2 separate regions of the Sus scrofa genome follow, and region 2 is linked to region 1. Evidence: chromatin contacts called from public Hi-C data. All regions are on one chromosome and are shown on one strand. Each heading gives the region's core, a stretch centred on a gene start, on an enhancer-like site or on the middle of the called end of the contact. The rest is flanking DNA. Distances are from core to core; before and after follow the strand shown. Region 1 has its middle 100 kb from the start of ALDH1A3. Region 2 overlaps LOC106509041.

Region 1 (6,155 bases), core at 2,671-5,170:
TTCTCTTATTATGAAGAAGGTTGAGCATTGTACATGTGTGTGAGGGCCATTTGCATTTCTTTTCTTATCTACCTGTTGCCTATTTTTCTATAAGGTTGTTGACCTTTTTCTTCTCTCTTTTCAGAATCTCTTTTTCACAGTTTGTCTTTTGCTATTCTTTTTTATTAATGATGTTTTTTCCATGCAAAAGTTGTCTCTTATTTATATGCTATCTGATTTATTAGACTTTTCCTTTTGGATTTCAAGTCATAGTTGAGGGAAGTTTTTCCTGGTCCCTGAATTTTCAGGGATTCATCCATTTTTTCTAATTTTATATGATTTATTCCATTGTTATTACATTTTCTCAAATGTTCTATTTAATCTTCGAGCTATTTGGAATGTAAGTATACCAGGTGAGAGACAGAGTCAGTTTTCTTTTTCCCTATGGCTATGCCCTTGTCCCAATATCATTCATTTAAAAGGTCTATCTTTCGAGATGCCTCTTTTAGTATATACTAAATTTTTATAAGGAATCGAGCCCATTTTGGGATTTCCAGTTCTATTCTATTAGTCTGCATATCCATACACTAATTCTACACTGTTTTTTTTTAAAGATAAAGTCTTTGAAATGTCTTAATATATGGTAAGGCTAGTTTTTCTTCATTGCTTTTCAAAGATACTAACATACACTCCAAAAAGCTCAGAGATTAGATAGAATAAGATCTATCTAATTCTAAGATGGAATAATATGGAATAAATCATAAAAAATTTAGAAAAAAATGGATGAATCCCTGAAAATTCAGGGACCAGGGGGAACTTCCCTAAACTATGACTTGAAATCCAAAAGCAACAAGGAAAAGTCTAGTAAATCTGATAGCATATAAATATCCTGGCTATTTCTGCTTGTTTATTCTTGGTGAATTTCAGAATCAACTTATCTAGCCCCAGAAAAAAAATTGAGGTCATGTTAAATTCATAAATTATCTTAGAGTGAATTGGTATCTTGCTGATGTTCAGTCTTCCTGTCTATGATCCTGGTATATCTCTTCATTTCTTAAAGTTTTCTTTTGCTTCTTTCATAAAACTTATATTTTCCTTGAATAGTGTGGGACATTTCTCCTTAAGTTTGTACACACTGTCTTCTTTTTCTCCCTATCATGAATGAGATTTTATTCATTGTCGCTTCCAGATGACTTGTATTTGCAAATATGTAGGCCATTGCTCTTGCTTATTAATTTTACAAAACTGCTACTTTACTGAATTCTTTTATTGCTTGTGTTAGTTTTTCCATTGATTGTTTTGGGTTATCCCAATACATTATCATATCATCCACAAAAGGAAATCTTTTTATGCTGTTTCTTTTCAAATTCTTCTGCTTCTAATTATTTTCTTGTTTTATTGCTTTGCATAATACTTCCAACACAACTTCACACTGTAGTGGTGATCATGGTCATCTTTGTCTTAGTTCTGACTTCAATGGGAAAGTATTTTTGGCAGGAATGAGTGCTGCATTTCTCAAATGTCTTTTCTTCATCATAAGGAGACTATCAAACGATTTTTATCCTTAGCTCTATTAACATAATGAATCGTATTTCTGGACTTCCTACACTGAATCACATTGGAATTCCTAGAATAAACAGTTTGCTCACAATGTCTTATCTTTAATATGTTGTTGGGCTCTATTTGCCTAGATTTTTAAAAAATATTTTCATATCAATATTAATAAGGGAGATTGTTCTGCAGTTTTATTTTTTATGAAATCTTTGTCAGATTTAAAAATTGGCATTTTTTTTTGGCCACACCTGGGTCTTGTTGACATTTTTGAGTGAGGGATGAAAACTGCACCACCGCAGGAACCTGAGCCATAGCAGTGACAATGCTGGATCCTTAATCCTCTTCACCACATGAAAATTCCTCAAATTGGAAATATTCTTGGCTAAATAAATAATTGATTTATTTAGATTTATTTAAGATTTCCCTCTCTTTCTGCTCTATAGAACTGGGTTTATAAGATTTTTAAAGTTTTGCTAGAATTCCTCTGACAAACCATTTGAACTTGATGTTCTTTTGGAGTACTAGTGGGGAATTGTAATTACTTTCTATATTACTTTTGGGATAATTGGTCTCTTCAGACTTTTTGAATAGAAAAGGAGCCACTTCCAGTGAGTTATGAACTGTAGGAGTTGAGGAAAGAAATTCAAATATTCTTTGTAGCTCAGGAACTATGGATATTGATTTTATTGGTATATGACTTTGTTTTCATGCTTCAAACACTTAGAAGAAATAGTTCTTCCTCACAATTTACATTAAAACTTGGAATTAGAATGTTGTTGATAGTATGTTGTGAGACACATAGTGTTCTCTAAGGCTTTTCTTTCCTTAGGAACAAAAATTTGTATGACTACATGGGCTCAGTTCCTTACAGAAATTTAGTATATACTAAAGGAGATATCTCAACAGATCAACTGCTTAAATAAATGGTATTGGGAAACTGCGTAGCCATTGGAAAAAGAGAAAACTGAATCAATCTCTTACCCAGTATTACTAAGATATATTCCAAATAGCTCAGAGATTAAATAGAATATTTAATAGGACAGAATAATAATGGAATAAATCATATACAAATAGGAAAAAAATGGATGAATTCCTGAAAATACATGCTGCAGGGAAAATTCCCCTAAACTATGAGTCGAAATCCAAAAGCAATAATGGAAAGTCTAAGAAATGTGACAGCACATGAATAAAAGAAAACTTTTGCATGGCAGAAACCAAGAAACAAAAACACCATTAACACAGAAGAAGGGCAAATAGCTAACTCACAGGATAGCTGGGATCCCCAAGTCACCAATTGCACATTTCCATTTCATGTCAATTTAAGAGTTAGACTAAATATAAAGGTTTCGATATCATGGTTAAAATCTCCAATAGAATAAATTATTCATTAAAAATGACTTTTTTTTAACTCTTTGGTTGGCATTTGCCAAATGAATACGGCTTAATTTGGTTTGGGGTTTGCAATTTGGTGCTGAGAGGAACTGCATGGGATTGTAACTGTTTTTTTATCTGTATTTCACTCTTAAGAAACTGAAATCCTCTACTCTCATCCCTCACTTACTTTTTCTCTAGATAATATTTTCCACTAGAACTTTGGGGAACTAAGCAGATGCATTTGGATGCCTTTGTCCAAACTAATGACTTGTTTCTGGACAGAAAAATGTTACCATCAACAGGATTTTTTTTAATATTATACAGTGTTTGGTTCAGGCCAGCAGTGTGGGATGGGGATTCAGTCTTGGGACTTGCCAAGATATTTATGCAACAGGAATGTTACTTATGTAAGCCTGGAAGTGCTCCTGACCGGCTCAACTCCCTCTCCCATCTCAGCTTTTTTTCATTAAGAAGTTGATCTTCCTTTCATGATACCACATTAAGTGGCTAAAAAGAAGAGAAAAAAATTGTTTACTTTACAAAATAACCTAACTGTCCGCAAAGCAACCACTTGGTTAAAGGAACCACAAGGAGTTCTGGAAAACTGGGCTATAAATTGTTTTTTTTTTTTTTTTTCTTTTGGCTTGGCCCCTAACTCACTTCCTATTGCTCCCCAGAATGGATCCAACTCAGATTTGAGGAAAAAAAAATTTTTTTAAATAAAAGTTAAAACAAAGACAACTTTTTTCCTTTGCATTTTTCTGGGGACCGCAATGAATTTTCATGTAACAACTCGATGTAGAGGTGGGGGGAAGTCATAAATGATAGGCATTAACAAAACATAAGTAAAAGTCTGTTCTTAACAATTGTGAGAAACGGATGCAGTAGAGGATTAGAACTAACCTTGACATGAGTGAATAAATATTTATGTACATACATAACCAATCAACAAAACTAGCTGGGAGCAAATAGGGCGTTTGGAGATGAAAACAGAGAAGATTTTGGAAGCCATGAGGCCACACTCCCAGCCCTCTCTGCTTACCTCATCCTCCCACCGTTTTGTGCCTGCTGCCCGATGAGTCAGTCAAGATGATAAACTTAAATGATTTTTAGCAGATGTGTGTCAACACTCCTTGATGAAAGGATGCCAGGAGCTTCTACCAGTCTGTGACAGCACCCATCCCTCCATAAAGCAACAGTCCCCCGTCCAAGGTGGTAAAAACGCCAGGTCACAGTCCAAGTGCCCCTTTCCTGGGAACCTCTGTGACATCAACAGCTCGGAGGGTGGGGAGCTATTCTTCAAAGAATATTCTTCAGAGCTATTCTTCACATTCTTAGGCTGGGTCTTGGGTCATCGGCTGGAGTTTACCTGCTGCCTATGGCTCTGTGAACCTCTGGATGAATGTTGGGGCCATGGCTCTAGCTGATATGGTTTTCACACAGATAACCATGAGGCCAAAGCCATAATCCTCAGGTGTACCAGGACTTTTCAGTGTTAATTGTTGTAAACAAGATGGAGCCTCTGCCTGAAACTTCACGATGAGAGGGTGGGGGGCTTACTCTCTCTCTTTCTCATAAATTCCTCCCGCTAATATATATTGAGCAGACAGATACTAGCAGGGCTGCACATACAGTTGAGAAGCCTACACACTGCCCAAGGATGCTCTAGCCAAGGGTTACCATCCACATGGCGGACAGCACAGATTTGTGTGTTTCCCATGCCAGTTTTCTGGAGGACATCAGTATGGTATCTTGAATAGGGGGTACTTCCTTCCCAGTTAAACAAAATTGTTACTGCACTTGATTAGTGTGCTTGAGGTACTAGGTAGTTGGTTCTGGTGGTGAGAATCCCAAGATGTGTGGGATCCAGAAGTCTTTTCATCATTCTGGGTTTTGTCCTATGGTGCCAGGGCAGAGGGAGCTAAGACATGAAGACCAACGGAGGAGGCAGGCCCTGGCTACCAGGACCATGCTCCCGAAGCAAGCCATGTCATACTGGCCATAATGCCTGGGGAAATGCTCTCTGACACAAATACCATATGAGTCACAATGCCAGCCACATATTTCAAATTTTCTAGTAGCCACATTTTTAAAAGTAAAAAGAAACAGATAAAATTAATTTTAATAACAGAATTTACATAACCCAATATGTCTAAATTATTAGAATTTATCATATCAATATAAAAATAATTAATGAGATATTTTATTCTAGTTTTTTTTTTTTTGCACTAAGTCTTTGAAATCCAGTGTGAATTTTTACTCTTTCAGCACATCCTAATCCAGATCAGCCACATTTCAAGGGTTAGGTGACCTTCTGTGGTCAGTGGCCCCCATGTTGGACAGGTTAGCTCCAGAACCCTGCTAGTGATCAGCTGATCCCCTTCCTGGGCTGAGGCTGAGCCCCCCTCTCCCCCCCAGCTCCACAGCCTTCATGGAACAGTCCAGCTTGGTGTAGGTCTCTGAGGACAGGAAGTATGGATGGGCATGGGGGTTGAAAGGCAGCAGCACAAGAAGGTGGGCGCCCTGAACCATCCCCCTGTCACTCTCCCCATCACTCTTCCCCCATCAAAGGCCTGGGGATAAGGGACTAAAGGAATCAGCACTTTGGAGACCTGCTGTTCTTATCAGAGGAGGGAATCTTCAGGGAGCCCCGTGGGGTGGGATGGGGGGCATGGCTGGGTGGCCTCCCTGCAAAATGCTAGTGCTGGTCATGGTCACAGCCACCACCACCACATCCCAGACTGGTGCTGGACGCTGGGTCTGGTCTCCATGATGGACACCCACTCCGTGGGAGGTAGGGATGAGCACTCTGTTTTGTGAGGAAGCAACACTCAGAAAGACAAGTGCTTTGTCTAAGACCTCACAGCCAGGGTGGAGAGGCCCAAAAGTTGCTCCTGGGTTACCAGCTACTGGACGCAGGCAGTGGTGTCATGCACAGTCCAGAACTTCAGCCAAATCTGATCCATGCAGCATCATTTACATAGCCTCAAAGACAAACTGAGACCCAGGTTTAGACCGCGACATGTGGAACATGTCTCGCTTACCCCAACATTTGTCACAGGAGCCTGAAAGAGAGGAGCAGTTGGGGTCTGTTTCCATTCATCCCAGGGCCCACTGGGGGACACATAGGGCAGTAACAAGGTGCTTTGTCTCCAGCTGGCTGTAAGTCTGATCTCAGGGGTCCCCTGTGAGCAGGTAGCTAGGGATGCAGAACAGGCTAGGAGGGAGAGAAAGGACCGAGAAGTAAT
Region 2 (6,155 bases), core at 2,123-4,622, 87 kb after region 1:
TGCCTCCCCTAGACAACATGTTATCCCTTCCACTTATACCCAGACCTTCGGGGGACCCCAGAAGGAGAACTTTGGGCTCTGGGTTCTAACTAGGCTAGAAGTCTAAAGGAGATAGGAACCCCAAATGCCCCTCCTGAGCAATTTTAGAAATAAAGGGAGATGGAAGTTGATCCAAGACCATCATCCTTACTGACAGCTTTTCGGAACAACCAGTATGATGTCGTTTTTAACGTTTAATATTCCTTCTCTTCCCTCTCCAAATCGTGAAGAGTGAGTTTGGAGGCTCTCTGACTGTCAGAGGCCAGAGCCCCTGGGTCAAGGCCCATGGCCAGGCAAGCCTTGTCCACCCCACGCCTGCCTCATCGCTCCATTTCCTGACCTTCTGCTGGGTTTCCTCTGAGTTTCTGCTCCTGCCTCTCAATTCTAGGTTGGTTGGTTGAAACTTCTGCTGGGAGTTCCACATGTGCTGTCCTCATCCTTGAAGTTTCATTCGTAACTCAAAGGGTTGGTGCATCATTGTTTGTCATTTTTCAGTAGCACAAAGTTGAACCCCAGGCCCAGGGAGCTTATGTACTTAGTATATACTTACCAAGTTAGAGACCCTAACCATCTGTCCACCTCTGTGCAAAGGGGCATCTCCATCTGCCGGGGCTGAGACCTCGGACTCCAGCAGTCTACCCACCTGTGGCTGGGTCAAGGCAGAGGAGTCAGGGAGATTTCATGGACTTAAGTTTTTCCCTTCTTTGTCTCTCTTTTTCCTTTTCACCATGAGATTTTTTAGGGTTTTTTGTTTGTTTGTTTTGTTTTGTTTTATGGCTACGCTTTCGGCATATTGAAGTTCCCGGGCCAGGGGTCGAATTCAAACCAGAGCAGTGACCTACACCATAATCCTTTATATAACCCACTGTGCTGGGCTGGGGATTGAACCCATGCCTCTGCAGCCACCTGAGCTGCTCAGAGTCTTAATGTACTGTGCCACAGTGGGAACTCCAGGAGATTGTTTTGAAAGGTAGACCTTCCTCTCCTCTCACCCTCCTCCTAGTAGGTGATGGTCAGGGACAGATGGAGAGGCCCAGCTACAAGTGAAGAGGGCTGAACTGGGGCCAGATGGATCCTGACAGTTAGCTGGGGTGTTCATGAAGGGGTGTTAAGACATGACTCTAGATTCTTAGACACTCCTCTCATTGAGAGGCAGAGCTTAATTCCCCTCCACTTAAGTGTGGGCTAGACGAACATCTTCATTTTCGTCTAGCAAAATGAAGAAAGCAAAAGTGATGGTGTGTGATGCCAAGACGAGGTCCTGAAGGGCACTGCAGTTTCTTACTTTCCTTTCTTTCTCTCAGATCACTATTTTTAGGAAAAATGAGGTACCACATCACAAATACTCTTGGGCAGCCCAGTAGAAAGACCCATGTGGTAAGGAACTGAGGCCTCCTGCCAACAGCCTTGTAAGGCGCCCTCTTGGCAGCAGACTATCCAACCAGTCAAATCTTCAGATCACACGGCCCTAGCAAACATCTACACTGAATCCTCAGGTGAGACCCTCATCCAGAATCATCCAGTTAAGCTGTTCCCAGACTTCTTAGTAAGGACACATTTATTGCTTTAAGCCAACAGATTTTGGGGTGATCAGTTACATAGCAATAGACAAATACAACAGGAGATGTAGTGTAATAACCAAATATTCCTCTTTCTAACTTCTAGAAACATGACTGGAGGACATATCTCCCCTCTGTGGAAGTTTTAGAAATCTATCTGTAACTTTCTTTGGCTTGTGAAATGTGAGCAAGACTGATGTGGGTCACTGAGGGCACTTTGGGAGCCAAGGCACCGTCATCATCTTTCCCCCTCTACAAACCAATCATCAGCAGTGCCAATAAGGAAACAATGATTCATCAGCTTAGGGCTGTGGGAGATGTGTCACAGAGCTCCTAACCAACTGACCGTGGATGTGTAGCAGAAGAAAAGAATCTTTGTGGGTTTTAAACACTTACATTCTGGGTATTTGTTACTGCAGCGTGACTGGAACTATACTGACTAAAATAGGCAAAGATACACAGGGATCCTCCATCCCCCCCAGCTCCATCTCTTCGGGCAGGAGAAAGCCAACATCTCCATCAAGGTCAGCAGGACTGTACATTTAATGTGGCATCCCCACCAATCACACAGGGACACGCATTCCTCCTGTCTGAGTCTGGCTCAGGAATGGGTTGAGAGGTGGGGTACTGTCACCATGGCTCTGGTTGTTCAAAACCCAGTGGATGGGAGAGGCTTGTCTGAGAGTTAGAGGAGTTGAAGGTGTTAACAGCCTCTGTGATCCAGTTCTGAAAGTCACAAAGTCAACACTGATTGATCCTTTGCTTTCTTTTCCGGAACCATAAAGAATTTGGGGAAAATTACTGTCTGGCCACCCAGAAAACAAAGGCCAGTTAGGATTTATTTTCTTTTCTTTTCTTCTCAGATCCATCCCCAGTTCCCCAAGGAGCCGGTGTGGTTTGGAGCTTCCTCTGCGCCTGTTGTGCTCTTCTCCACACACCCCCTGCCCGGCCCCTCCCAGCCCCCTCAACGGTCCTTCCCTCCTGCCCCCAGCCCCCCTCTTCTTCCCGTCCTCAGGCTCCAGCCTCCTCGTTAGGAAGTGTTAGAAAGTTGCTGGAGTGCGAAATGAGCCTGTGAAAGCTCGTTGTCCTAATTAAACGTCGACAAGGAGAGTGACAAGAGGCGATGGAGAGGAAACGGGTGCCACGGGGTCTCAGCCCAGACCCAGGCTGGGGAGGCCTTTGTCCTGCAGAACAAAAGCTGCTGTTTGCATGTGTTAAACCCCATCAAACCTCATCAGACCCAGGTGCAAAAACCCATATCCCAAATGCCATCCCGGCTTATGCCACCTTCCTGGAGCACTGACGGGCCCCAGCCATCAGCCCTAATCAGGACAGGGCCCCACATCAAAGCTGCACTCCCTCCACAGACAGCTTCTGCTCTAAGATGCATTGTTGTTCTGATTTCCTACCCTCAGCCCTTGCCTGACGAATTAGGGCACAAAGCCCTCCCCCCCTGTCCCCCCAACCCCCATGGCATGGCTGGGCCCTGCTGGCCTTGTTGTTAATGAGGTAGGGAGGGCGGGTTTGTCCCAGCCTGGGACCCACATAATCACAGAAAGCTGTTGCTTTGGAACAGACCGAGCTGTCCCCGAGTCAATTTCCCTGAAAGCCACGCAGAGCTGAGCTTCCGGGGAGAATTCACAATGCTGTCCATTGTGTCTGCCACTTCCTCTGCACCCTCCCAGCGAGGAAGCAGCTCCTCTCCTGAGCCCCAGGCCTGTGCCAGAGCTGCTTGCCGATGTCCCGCCGCGGTTTTCCAAAACCCCGTGAGAAGCAGTTTCTGGCTGCAGTCATTGTTTCCAGACTGGCCCAGCCGGCTGGGGAGGAGAAGCCAGGCCCAGGAGACGGTCTTCCAGGCCCTGGGAAGAGGCCAGGCTTGCGACACAGGACCCCGGCGTCTCAGGGAGAGCTCGACACGCCCCCCCCCACCCCGTCTCTGGGCAGAGGCCAAGGTGGCACAAGGCCCAGGAAGAGGCTCCTGAGGGGCCAGGTCCCTGGAGGACCAAGCCCGGATTATCTAGCAAGTCCTCAAACCATGCAGGGCCCCCAAGGACCATCTTCCTGCCTAGACTTCAGGCAGCCATCTGGCCTCTGCCGACCCAGCATCTCTTCCTATCGCCCCGTCCCAAGGACGCAGGCCAGTCCCCAGAAGGGGCTGAGGCTGGGAGAGCCCTTCGGCCTCACCTGTGTCCTCACATTGCCCCCAGCGGGCTGGAAGCCCTGAGGTGGGAGAAGGAGGGTGGGTGCAAGGGGAGAGGGAGTCAGGACCAGGGAGTCATGGGGGAACCAGGACCGGGTATACGTGTTGTGTGGGAACGGGAGGCTGGATGGCAAAAAGGAAGCTCAGGCTCCCCATATTCCTGGCTGTGTATTTGGGGTGGGGGTCCTGCTACATTCATGGAGTCACCAAAAGACTCTGGAAGGCCACCAAGATTCTAGGGTGGTCAAGACTGGGCTCCTCTCTTATCAGCCAGGGAGATCAACACATGAATGACCAAAACAACCCAAGGAGGAGTTTACTGAGGGTTGTTTGGAAGTTCGAAAGGTGTCCGGAATGAGGGGTTTCCGTGGCGGCTTAGTGGTAATGAACCCGACTAGTATCCATAAGATGTGGGTTCGATCCCTGGCCTCGCTCAGGATCTGGTGTTGCTGTGAGCTGTGATGTAGGTCTCAGACGTGGCTTGGACCCTGTGTTGCTGTGGCTGTGGCTGGCAGCTGTAGCTCTGATTCAACCCCCCCTAGCCTGGGAACTTCCATATGCCACAGGTGTGGCCCTAAAAAGCAAAGAAAAAAAAGAGAGAGAGTTTTTTTAAAAAAAGGTGTCCTGCATGAGGAGGAGTATAGGATGGTTTGGTGGGTGGAGGAAAGAAGCCTTCCTCACAGGGCTGCCCTTATTCTGTGATTGAGTGATTTTTTGCGGAGGGAATGGAACAGAGATGAGGTGACAGCTTTGCAAAAGCATTGCTTTATGAAATGGAGGCAAAAGCATTTGCACTTTCCCTAGTCTCTCCAACCAAGTCCTTGACACCCCTTAGAAAACGGAGAATTTTCTAGTCAGCAGCCAGCCCACCACATCCTTCCACCTCCCACTTCGTAGGCCGGTGCATGCGGTGGGCCCTTGAAAATACTCACTGATCTTGAGGGTGAAGCCACAGTGAGAGGCTGCTGGAAACCCAGAGGGCCCACTTACGCAGATCACTCTTGGACGCTGGCAAGAGTGAAATCACTCGATAGGTATTTTGTCGGTGTTTCTTTTTAACTCTATTAAAAGGGGGGCGGGGGCTGTGCAAAAAAAACCCAACCCAAGAATACCTTGGCTCAGGCTCAACTAGATGAAACTTTAAAAAATGATTTAATGTTATGTTAGACTGTTGCATATTAAAGCAATGTAATGCCTTCTAAGAGATGAGAGTCAGATCCTGGTAGTGATGACTCTGGCAGGTTTAAAGAGTTAGGACTCACTTCTCCAAGGAACAACAATAAACCTGTCACCCAACATGTCCAGCAGCCTGGACATCTCCTGAAAATATGTAAATACCCTTTGCTTCCCAGTTTATGATGCTACCACCTTCTATTCCCCTTTCTGAGCCGCACATTTTCCAAACAGCAACTCAGCCGGAGATAGGAAGCTCCTGGGAGAAGGGAGTAATCGGGCTGTGTCACGGCCACGGAGCAGGGCTGGGTGAGCACACAATCAAATCGCTTCCCAGTGGCTCCCCGGCCTGGGGTTGCCAGAGGTCTGTGTGTCTCCAGCTGTGGAGGCCTCTCTGTCCAGAGGCCCTCATGGAAGATGGCTGGGCACTCGTCCCAAGGCAGATGTGATGGGAAATCGTGCCCCAGAAGCTGGGATGAGGCCAGGGAGGAGACATGGAGGGACTGGGAAACCTGGCAAGGTAACCATGGGCAGAAACCCGAAAAAGGAAGACATTCCTACCAGTTCCAGAAAATAGGGCTAACTTAAAGTACACCTTCTTTCTTTGAATTGCCCTTGGCAGGCCCAGCTGTTAAACCAAAACAACAACAACAAAAAGCATGCTTTACATGGTCTGGCCTGTAAATCTACTTGCGCTCCCTCCAGACCCCCCTCCAATGCTGAATTCTATGGGATCAGAACAAAAGGAATTTAGAGTCTTCCTTGCTATGGGGCCAGAGCTCAGGAAGTTGTCATTTTAAAATATTGCTTCATGTACTTATGATGTGAAATAAGCAAACAGGTAGCAGGGTGCCAAGTCCTCTTGGAAGGTACTGAAAATCTTATGGGTGTCACCTCTCTGGCCGTGGCTTTAGAGGGTCTCCTGTGTCCCCTTCTCCTCAGAGGCCACCTCAGCCCGAAAGAGGGAAGCAAAGGTCCATCTCCCCCAGTTTTGTGGGTTCCTCTCTCCCCATCATGTTCCAGGACTTTAGTCCCTCCCCTTCTCTCACCTGCAAGTCTGCTCTGTAGCATGGAAATGCACTCACACCTAAGTGGGAAAGCTGACCCCAGCTCTTAGGATGGAGGGGAAGACACATGTTTTTGCAGGTCTTAAGCTAAAGTAAACTCCTGCAGGGCAGATGAGG

The links. A called contact is a pair of places that touch in the nucleus more often than the background predicts.
Region 2: a contact with region 1 is called in a Hi-C map of skeletal muscle, with 4 times the contacts expected there. The contact joins two enhancer-like sites. A contact is called at or near these places in 4 of 47 Hi-C or Micro-C datasets (heart right ventricle, retroperitoneal adipose tissue, skeletal muscle and 1 more).

Annotation. Positions count from the first base shown.
Region 1 is chr1:139,343,486-139,349,640 of Sscrofa11.1, forward strand. No RefSeq gene overlaps it. Among named protein-coding and RNA genes, the nearest start is that of ALDH1A3, 100 kb to the right of the region's middle. Within about 2 kb of position 3,921, at least 14 of the 83 cell types and tissues checked have an H3K27ac peak or open chromatin away from gene starts, as enhancers often do. A contact at or near this core is called in retroperitoneal adipose tissue, skeletal muscle and subcutaneous adipose tissue, where this site is marked.
Region 2 is chr1:139,430,654-139,436,808 of Sscrofa11.1, forward strand. It overlaps LOC106509041, which reads right to left. Exons shown (of 3, transcript XM_021084942.1): 3 at 4,351-6,155. Among named protein-coding and RNA genes, the nearest start is that of ALDH1A3, 17 kb to the right of the region's middle. Within about 2 kb of position 3,373, at least 28 of the 83 cell types and tissues checked have an H3K27ac peak or open chromatin away from gene starts, as enhancers often do. A contact at or near this core is called in retroperitoneal adipose tissue, skeletal muscle and subcutaneous adipose tissue, where this site is marked.